Regions from separate parts of the Anas platyrhynchos genome. Here regions 2 and 3 are each linked to region 1. The links are chromatin contacts, called in public Hi-C maps. All regions are on one chromosome and are shown on one strand. Each heading gives the region's core, a stretch centred on a gene start, on an enhancer-like site or on the middle of the called end of the contact. The rest is flanking DNA. Distances are from core to core; before and after follow the strand shown. Region 1 has its middle 17 kb from the start of CSRNP1. Region 2 has its middle 96 kb from the start of XIRP1. Region 3 has its middle 75 kb from the start of XIRP1.

Evidence for each region. A called contact is a pair of places that touch in the nucleus more often than the background predicts.
Region 2: a contact with region 1 is called in a Hi-C map of skeletal muscle, with 6 times the contacts expected there. The contact joins two enhancer-like sites. A contact is called at or near these places in 3 of 8 Hi-C or Micro-C datasets (skeletal muscle and subcutaneous adipose tissue).
Region 3: a contact with region 1 is called in a Hi-C map of skeletal muscle, with 5 times the contacts expected there. The contact joins two enhancer-like sites. A contact is called at or near these places in 2 of 8 Hi-C or Micro-C datasets (skeletal muscle and subcutaneous adipose tissue).

Annotation. Positions count from the first base shown.
Region 1 is chr2:154,095,181-154,098,579 of IASCAAS_PekinDuck_T2T, reverse strand. No RefSeq gene overlaps it. Among named protein-coding and RNA genes, the nearest start is that of CSRNP1, 17 kb to the left of the region's middle. Within about 2 kb of position 1,984, at least 8 of the 8 cell types and tissues checked have an H3K27ac peak or open chromatin away from gene starts, as enhancers often do. A contact at or near this core is called in subcutaneous adipose tissue, where this site is marked.
Region 2 is chr2:154,264,960-154,268,292 of IASCAAS_PekinDuck_T2T, reverse strand. No RefSeq gene overlaps it. Among named protein-coding and RNA genes, the nearest start is that of XIRP1, 96 kb to the left of the region's middle. Within about 2 kb of position 1,997, at least 4 of the 8 cell types and tissues checked have an H3K27ac peak or open chromatin away from gene starts, as enhancers often do.
Region 3 is chr2:154,285,270-154,288,374 of IASCAAS_PekinDuck_T2T, reverse strand. No RefSeq gene overlaps it. Among named protein-coding and RNA genes, the nearest start is that of XIRP1, 75 kb to the left of the region's middle. Within about 2 kb of position 1,779, at least 1 of the 8 cell types and tissues checked has an H3K27ac peak or open chromatin away from gene starts, as enhancers often do. A contact at or near this core is called in subcutaneous adipose tissue, where this site is marked.

The DNA.
Region 1 (3,399 bases), core at 735-3,234:
CCCGGAGCTGGCACGGGGCAGGAAGGAGACACCCCGGAGCTGTTCTCAGCAGGAAGGGCTATAAAATTGTCAAAGGGAATGGACTTTATCTCCCGCAGGGAAAAACCACGCCGGGAGCTGCAGGGCAGGGCGAGTGCAGGGGTGGTGGCTCTGCAGCAGCAGGGGCATTTCCACAGGGCCAGCTCCTGCACGCCAATTCCTTGTGCCTGCTCTGGAGGTCCAAAAATAAAACAAAATAAAATAAAATGCCTCTTCTTATTGCTCCTCAGTCATGGAAAGAAAAGACAAGTTTCTACCAACCAACGCGGCACCAGGGGTAGGGTTGTCCCCGGTCTGCAGCAAAGGCAACAAAAAGTGTCCTTGGTGGTAACCTTTGAGTTTCCACTGGCTTCAAGACCTCTGTCCCTGCAACAGGCCCATTCTCCACATATACAAGTGTTTTTTTTTCCATGTAGTTGAGAAAAAATTTGCAGCTGCTGAGGTTTTCACTCAGACCTGGAGATGGGCTTGGCCTGCCTAAAAAAAAGGCACTGCAGAATTGGCAATTATTGGCATTTTCCCATGGACCATTTGAGATTAATCTGTCAACACTACAGGATGAGAAAAAATATATATATTCTGCAGTTATAAGTATACATATGTTCTGCAGTTATTCCTTATTTTTTTTTGGGTACTGACATCCAGCATCACAGAACTCCTCATCACACCATAAGGATCCCACAAGCGTCCTCTCCACCAATTCGACCAAAACTACACATGGGCATAAAATCTGTTTGATTTCTGATCCTTGTGAGGGCCCCTCTGTGGCCATCCATATCCGGAGGGACTTCAAGTCCTCAGCATCTCAGGAAATGGGTGATGTTAATTGTAGAGAAGAAATGTAAGTCAATGTAAGGCTTCAGAGTTTTCTCTCTAGCGTTTTCTTCCTAGAAAGCAGTGAAAATTCATCTCTTGTCAGAGGGCTGGCTGGAGTGAGAATTCAGATAAGCCATTAATAGAAAGAACTAGGTTTCCTCCTTCACAGCTACAACTATTAGGAGTTTTTATACTGCTCGATCTGCACATTTCCATCAGTTTGCTTCAGGCCACTGAGACTGCTGCGGAGTGAACGGCAGCATTGCCATCTACTGGGCAGCAGCTTGAGCTCCAGCTTGGAGAAGCACTTCTCCACGGGACCAAGAATTGTGCATTTCACTGGGTTTTTCTATTAAAAAATTAAAATAAGGCTTAAATGATCTGCCTGGGTCTGGAGGATGGGTGAGGATGCCCTCACCTGGTGTGTGTGTCCACAGCTGGAGGAGAGTTAAGTTACTCTTTGGAGTAAATAGAGAACTTTGTGGTCTTTAAGTGATAGAATCATAGAAATCATTTGGATGAGATGTCTGTAGCCTGAACATCCTGGTGGGGATGACTTGGGGCCTCAGGAGAGCTGTGATCTTCCGAAGCAGCAGCAGGATGGGTTGGAATGTCCTCAGACATCCCTGGTAGCACTGACCCTTAGATTTGATCCCTTCAGTGATCCCAGAGCTGTGTTTCTCAGCATTTACAGCACTACCAAACAGCTCAAGGCGTTGTAGCCAGTCTCGTGCCTCTCCAGAGCACCCTGCATGTGGTGGGACCACTCCAGATGTCCCTTGCAGCCACAGGCATCTCCTTTTTCTGCTCCACCTCAGGACGTGGGATGCACCAATTTTCCAAAATCTAGAGGGTTTTAGCTGTGTCCTCACCACCCAGCTTTGGAGACAAGGCTGGCAACATTAGATATGAGCCTTGTATTACCGTGCCCAGTGGCTTTTGCCCCATACTCTTGGATATTACATCGCTGTGAGACTCGGTACCGTCACGCAATAAAACCCATGGGAAGCACAGCGCTTTCCACGTGCTCCCAAGGTCGGATTACAGCTTTGCTTAGGCTGCTCAAGACCAAGCCACTCCCACAGGGCTCTCAGAGACCGAGAGGGCATGAGGGAAGCACCGTGTGCGTGCTGCCTGGCCGCCACCACCCTCCTACCCTGCGTCATAAATCAGGGCTGAGCAGCACAAGCTGTTCCCATCACAGGAACCCGGAAAGAAAGGCTCTTCTTAGCACCGGGGATGGGATAATGATCCCGAGCAGTCTCCAACACGTTGTTTTCCTGCTCCTGTGGCTGCGGCGTGATGTTTAACCTCTGGGCTGCTGCATGAGGAGGCGTTAAAGGAGCAAAGTTCAGAGCAGGCTGACAGCAGGTTTCTCCCTGGAAAAACCCACGGCTGCTCCCTGGAGAGCAGGGGCGGTTGTGCAGCTGCAGGAAAAAGCAGGAAGAGCCCTTGTCTGCTGTCATATTGGGATATAAATGTTTGGGGTTGTGTCTATTAGCTACTTAAGCACCGACAAGGAACAGCGCTGAGCATGGGATGTCGCTCATACATGTGGTTGAATTGTTAACGTGGTGCTCGAGTGTTTTCAGCCCAAGGAGCAGCAGCATCCCTGGAGGTCCCTGGGTCTGCTGGATGAAAAGTGATGGGGAATTTGGGGTCATGTGTGACATCCCTAAAACCATTCGTGGCCCAGGCACTGAGCATGCAGAGATAGACCCAACCCCAGGCATCAGGCACCCCAAAGCCAGCTGGGACTGGACGCCTTCACCTCTCAGCATCCAAGGGGGGTTGGAAGTGGTTTGAGGGGCTCTACTGATAAAAAATTCCCCAAGGCCTCTGATCAGATACAGTCAGGGCAAAATCTCAGCAACCAGCTGGCTGCTCTCACTTGGCTCCTAGGTGAAATTCAAGAGCTGTCAGCCCATCAAGTTTAATGGATTTAGGCTCCTTCAGGGAGAAGCTGAACTTGCCATCGCGGCAGAAACCACACGTGCTGTCTTAAAAGGAGCAAGAACCACTCACTAATATTAAAGGGCAGGCAAGCTTCTTAGTTTGTTTGGCTTTTTTTCCCTGTCAGAAGAGGAGAAGTGCCAACAACTGAGCACAGAGGGGGCATTGCCATGGGCAGCCTGATAAAGCAAAGAGCTGCAGACACAGCTGGGGCTCCAGCCCTTCTGCAAGCCTTGAAGAAACGCTGCTGGTTTTCGTTTTCGTTTGCGCTCACCGAGGGTTTAAGCAGGGCTTATCTGGTTGCCAATCAGACCTCTGGGCAAGAGCAGCTAGAGGCAGCTCCCGGGTGCTTATCGGCGTTGTCTGGGAGCAAACACAAAGGACAGAGTGCAAGGCTGTATCCATGCCTTTTTATCACTCTCAGCCCGCAAAACTTCTTTAGCAGCCGGTGAGAAGTGCGGTAAGCGTTCCTCCGGTTTGCCAATGCCCTCTAGTGGCTTTTGGCGAGCAGAAACAGCGCTCCCAAAGAGCTGGGATTTTTGCAAAAATACCGCTGTGTCCCTTAAGAGAGGCAGGGCACGAGTGGGTTGA
Region 2 (3,333 bases), core at 748-3,247, 170 kb before region 1:
CCTGTTATCCAGCTCTACTGAACCGCTTTCTTCTGATATATTGATTGTGGGGAAGGCTGGTCTGATAAATTTTCTTGATAGGAATCTAGACAGAAATAAAGCTGCCAAAACATCCATGCACAGGAAAGGCTTTTCTCTCATGCAATTATAAGTAGGAGGAGTGGTGATCTGCAGAAGGAGCCTTTGCATGATACCAGGTAAGCATGGCCCATAATCCACAAGCTCCTGTGGGATATCATCAGCCATCACCTTCAAAGTAAAGGGTCAACTCTGCCAAAGATTGCTATGATCCAATTATGAAACGGCACAAAGAGTCCTCCAGCACTTTACAAAATAGCACGGAGGTCCAAGACCTGACACAGGAGATGGTAGTGAGTAGTGCCGAGCTGGGATTTGAGGAACCCTGGATGTGACATAGCCAACATTACAATGCTCTCATCTGAACATGCTGATCCAGCTTGATAAGGCGCTGTGGGAAGAATAAACAGTAAATCCCCAGGGAAGTCTCACACCAGCAAACCCCAGTGAAGAGGAGAGGCAGATTCTAAGTAGCTGGAGTCCTTTGAGGTTTCTGGTCAAAGTGTCACGGCTGTTCAGCAAAGAGCCTGGAGAATAAAAGACTATAACCATAACAAAGCAGTATAATTTAGGACTGCAGCTCCTGGGGCTGTTGCTGAGCCATCAGGCAGGGGCTGCTGGAGAGCTGTGATATGAGACGGGCTGACCTGGAGGGCAGCTCAGCGGGGGGAGACACGTGGTGGTGGCCTGGCAGGGTGGGTAAAAGCTTGGGGAGCCGCTGGGGTTTGCTGTAGTTTTATCTCCTCCAAGATGCCTTGGCTGTACGCACAGGACGTGGCGTGCTGCCACACTTGGGGATGTCTCTGCCAGGGGGGATCAGAGCTACAGAGGCTTTGGCACGTGTGTTGGAGCAGGGCTGGGTTGGCCTCTCAGGAGCTGCTGGAAACACGTGTGTTACCAGGCTGGGAGGAGAAATTTGGGTTTGAGAGCAGCCAGAGGGTACATGCACCACCTCAACTCAGTGCTGAAATATGAAGGTCCCCCCCAGCAGCACGAGGGTGTCTGTATTATTAGGCAGTGAGCACAGTACGAATGTGCTGGCATTTCCCAGGTGATGCCCAGGCACAGTGTGGGAGTTGTCACAGGGACATGATCGCACGTCTGTTTTGAAGGACAAGACATCTGTGCCATAGATGACATCAGTGGCATAGACACAAGCGGTGCTCCTGTACCACACGTCCTCAGGGCTGGAAAAGGGACTCGTGCCCACCCGGCTGGCATCTGCAGCCAGGATCATGCCCTGAATCGGGGCTGGAAGTCAGGGAAGACCTTGCTGTCCATCATGTGCTCAAGACACTTCACAAAATGGCCTCCTAGAGGGCTGTCTGCTCATTTATAGTCACCTCTGAACTCTCCCCGGCTTCTGCCAGGTTAACACACGGACTCCTCAGCCCTGCAGTTGCTCAAAAAGAAAAAAATAATTAGGTGGGATCTAGGCTGCAAAATAGCAGCTGAGTGCTCTGCATTGCTACACTTATCTCCTGCAATGTGAGCCTTTATTCTGGCACTTGAAGTTTGCCCTGATTTAAATATCCTGACAGTGGTGCATCCCCGTGGCTCTCAAGAGCTGCCATCATTTGAACAGCACTTTGCAAAAATACAAGCTGCGAAATTTCCTGGTTGCTTGGGAAAAAGCAGCGAGGAACTGCTGCTGGCTGCTGTCTTACAGCACAACGGAGCCGCACGCGGCTCGGCTTTTCGGCGTTAAAAGTTGATGAATAATAGGGGCTAACAAAATAACAGAAGGTTCTTCCTTGCACTGCCCAGGGAACAGGAAACTCTGCACGGGCGAGCGCGCGGAGGTGAACAAAGCGTTAAACCCTGGCAGAGCAGCTGCTGCTGACCTTCTGGTCCCAGCACCGCTAAACAAAGCTCCTGTTACAGCTGAACTTTAGTACCAACTTCTGCTGCTCCAGGGATCCTCGCAAAAGTACACAGTGAGCTGCAGCTAGCACGCCGTGCCTCGCCGGGGCAGCGGTGAAGCTGGCAGAGGCCACCACGTCCTGTCCTCAGGCTGTCCCCAAAGCCCTCCTTTGCTGTTGCCAGCGGTTTAGGACTCACGAGGATGGAGATCAGTAGATGTTAATTGATATACCCCCCCTAAAGATCTGAATTTCTGCTGAAACATTTGGCCATCGCACAGCAATGAGTTCCACAGGTGAATTCCATGCACTTGGGAAAACATTTTGTTTTACGTCTAAAATGTGCTTAATTGCAAATTTTCTCAGTGGTCCTGGGTATAATTGTTTAATATACATCTTTCCCTCCCTATTCATGATTTTACAAGCTCTAATACCATATTCTCACAGAAATCTTTCACTTCAGAGGAAGAACCCAAATCCGTTCAGTCTGTTCTCACATGGGAGCCTCCCGTCGCCTACATTTAACACTGGGCATCCTTGCTGCCCTCTGCATCACTTCTGCAGAAAGCAGGATTTGAGGCAATTCCCAGCAGAGGACTTACAGTTACGGTCCGGGCTCTTAGCGTGACATAATGATATGTGAGAGAATTGTGGCAGTTCTCATCCTCCACGGGGGCTGATGCTGGAATACCCAACAGGGAAAAAAAAAAAAAGAAGAATAAGAAAGAAAAAAGAGATAAAAAGCATACATTTAAGGAAACACTGTAAGAAATATCCTGCTGGCTCACCTCTTCAAAGAGATAGCAAGGTAGTTTTGGGGAAATTAGCTCAAGCAGTGGTTTCTAAGAGTCTTCTGATATAGCAAAGTCCCTCTGAGACCCTGCCCTTTCCTCCACATGATCATTTGGTCCAAAAACTGTGAATTTGTTCTATGAAATAACAAAGAAGAATCAGCAGACTTTGATGGGGTTGAGGCACATAATAGAGAAGTGGGACAAAAAATAACCAATATGGGTTGAAATAACAAAAGCCACCACCTCAATACTTTCTGCATGCAGCTGGGTTAGTTGTGCCGCCTAGTTTTGACAAGTTGAGCTGGAAATTTGCCCTCATCCATCTCAGTGCTTTTTAAGCATCCAGCTTACAGTGAGGTCAACCCCAGAGCTGTCCAAGATTTACTTTTTGCTGCTCAGATCAAGAGCTCTCACGTTCCTTCGCCTTACTGCTTCCAACCTATTGCCATTCCGCCGACATCAGGGCGAGGGAAATGGGATCCATGTGGCTGCTGCTGAAGGTTGCTCCCCAGATGTGCAAGCATATGGGGGATGTATTTTGGGAAACAGGTGGGACAGCCAGCAAAGGATTATCTGATTTTCAACAGTGAAGTGTTTGA
Region 3 (3,105 bases), core at 530-3,029, 190 kb before region 1:
TGGGGCTCCTGCTGTGTTACACTTTTCTAGAATGAGTAAAAAAAGGTTATCTAAAGGTGATTTTTGTTGCAAATCAGTTCCTTGTGGTTTCTATGGATCTTACAGCCTATAAAGATGGTCCCATTGTGGTTTCCAGTCGTTAATTCATGGAGGGTTCACCCCCTACCTCACCCCATTACACCCCCCTTCTTGTTTCCAAAATCACGTATAAATAAACAGAAGTGTTGTTGAGGATTTTGTGAGAGTTGCTAATGCCCTGAATCTGTCAGAGCTTAAGGACTTTGGGTAAAAAACACAGCTGGCTCTGGTTCCTGCACAAATTTCATGCATTTGCCACCTCTTCACGCAGTGTCCCATGGAAGGCAGGCAGCCACTTGGCCCAGTTTGTGCCATGTTCCCCACTGTACAAGGTCTGTGGGACCTCAGAATGTGGTGCTGTGATCTACCTGAATGAGCTCTGCCAGGAAAAACAAAAAAACATCGCTGAATTTTAGTACGCTCGTTCCAGCTAGCTCCCTTCCCCAAATCACCTGCATCTCACCTCTTTTCAGTCTTAACAGTCTCATTCATCTCCTCATTCCCTTTTCCTGCAAGCCACCAGTTTGTTGTTGTTCTTACTATTTTTAACTTCAGATCACTGCAAAATCCCTTCTACGTTTGCTCTGACTCTTGCCATTTTTGTCAAATTAGTAGTAGAATTAGTAGCCTTTTAGTAGTATTAGTATTATTATTGGTATTATTAGTAGTAGTACTATTAGTAGTAGTAGTAGCCTTTAGGACTGACTTGCTTCTTTTCCTATTTGGCTTTATTCAGAGCTTCTCATTGAATCTGTTCATTTCTTTAAACTTTCCTGTCCTCAGACTGAATTGCTTCTTACTTTTTTACTTCTAGTTTGTTTTCAGCCAGGCAATATAAACCCTAGGTCTCCTGGGACAGCTAAACCAATATGAGGAACATCAGACTAGTTCGTTGGTGAGAGGGTTGTGAAGTGCCTATGATAATAAGAGAGTTATCCAGGCAGCCACTGGAAAATTTTTGAAGGGGATAGTAATTTCAAGCCTGTAGGAAAGTGCAAAATGGGATACAAAGCAAGGCTGGGTTACCAAAGGTAAAGCCCAGAGCTCCCTTGAATAAGATAAGGATGTTTATAGAAAGGTGGTACATGGGAGCTAATCCTTTTGGGTGCCTTAGCTGATCTGAGGAACGTGATACCAGCATTTGTTGGGTGACTCAAGGCCAGTATTGGGCTAGGCCTTCTGCTGAACCCATCACAAAGAGAGGCTGAGGAAGGAATGGGAAGATTTTTCTCTCAGTATATATGAAATTTTTATTCCACTGCTCTGGCAAAGATTGTGTTTTCACCTTGTTTGGAACTCCCCTGCAAATGAGCTGTTTGGGTTTTCCTTCTCTGTTTGGAGAAGGACAACAGGAAGTTGAAAGATCTTTGGTTTCAGCTAAAGTTCCAACGGGAGCAAAGAAGGGAAGGAAATCTGCTATTTACTGTTACAGTTTTTGCTATATACCAACATTAATGACTAAATGGCACAATCTGGGCTCAGACTTTCAATATCAAGAATAGATCACTTCTGAACACAAGAAAACAAACTGATCTGGGGAAGTTTCAAGCAGACCTCTTGGTCCCTGCCACAAAATCTTGGTGCTTGCAGAGAGTAAAGGCTGTGAAGTCGGCGCTATTCTCAAAACAAAACTGCTGGCAGCCTGCAGGGCTCGAGATGTGTTTTGCAACAGCTTCTTTGCTCATTAAAGATCAGCTTCTCCCGTTTGCTCCCAGAGCACATTAATCATTAGCTGAAGATGGGTGGAGGGGAAGCAATATATGTTTGGGTTTTAGCAGAACTTTTATGTGTTGAAATTGTTGGTCAGATAAGAGATGACAGGGGATCAGATTAAAGGCTGTATTTGAAATGTTTTCAACGTCATTGCAGTTCAAAAGAGCATTTCAGACTGCCAGCTGGTGTGTGCACCCCTATGTCAGGCAGGAGAGAGAGGTATGAGACTTTCTGGGATCCTTTAATTCCTCTGCTTTTCTCCATTGACTGGGTGGGGAACAAGGATCTGGCAGCCCAGGGTTATAGGAAGTCTCAATTCCTCATTCACATCTTGAATTCTGGTTGCATACTCTGAGCATTTGTGTCTCACGCTGATCTTCACCCAGGCTTTGGTAGGATAACCAGTTTGATGCAGAGCAAGGTGACTTCAACCCGGAAAATCTGTAGTCCCACATATCATTCTGGTGTCTCCCGTGGGCTGCCATTTCACCTCTCTGTCTCCATATTCCCCACATGCAGTGAGAAGGCAGTGCTCCAAAACCATTCCCCACATTATGGGGACAAAGGGAAGGAAGTCATCCGACAGCCCTTTTGACATCACCAAGGTGCCATACATGTCACCAGCAGCCAACAGGTGGACAAAGGGACTCCATCAGCTTGCTTTCAAGCCATCCATCTCCCAACACATTGGCCTTTTCCACATGACTGGTGTAAGAATCCACGAAGGCAGCCATTCTTGGACAGAAAACCTAGGATGATTTCACTTTGCAAAGTGTTTCAGTCAGCAGCCAACCAGACTCATGCTGAGCATTCAGCATTTTATTTTTTTATACAGAAATAAATGGCAAAATTCCCATGATCTTCAAAGGGAGAGTAGGGCCCTGAGTCCGTATGTAATGCATTACTATTTGATGGAAATACTTGCTGTGCTCTGTTATTGGTGAGACTCAGAGCTTTATTTTTAACTGCTGCATTTTATTTTATTTTATTTTGGCTCTGAAGAAAACCTTTTCAGTTTATTCAGGGAAAGAAGTAAAATCTGGTCCAGGACAGTTTAAACTACAGTTTTGCCCACAGTACGAAAATCCAGAGATTTGGATCAAGCTGTATTCCTGAACACAGACTTGGGAAAGGCAGGGTGGTGGTGATCTCAGCTCTGCTTTGCTGTGCTAACCCTGATTTCAGAAATAATCACCTCCAAATGTTGCAGCTTGAGTCTCTGCAGAAACAAAGAGGTGGATTTGCTGGGAAAGAAGCAGGCCAGAGAAAACAGTTGATGTGATCGGGTGAAGCCATCCTGGGAGGAAGGGGAGT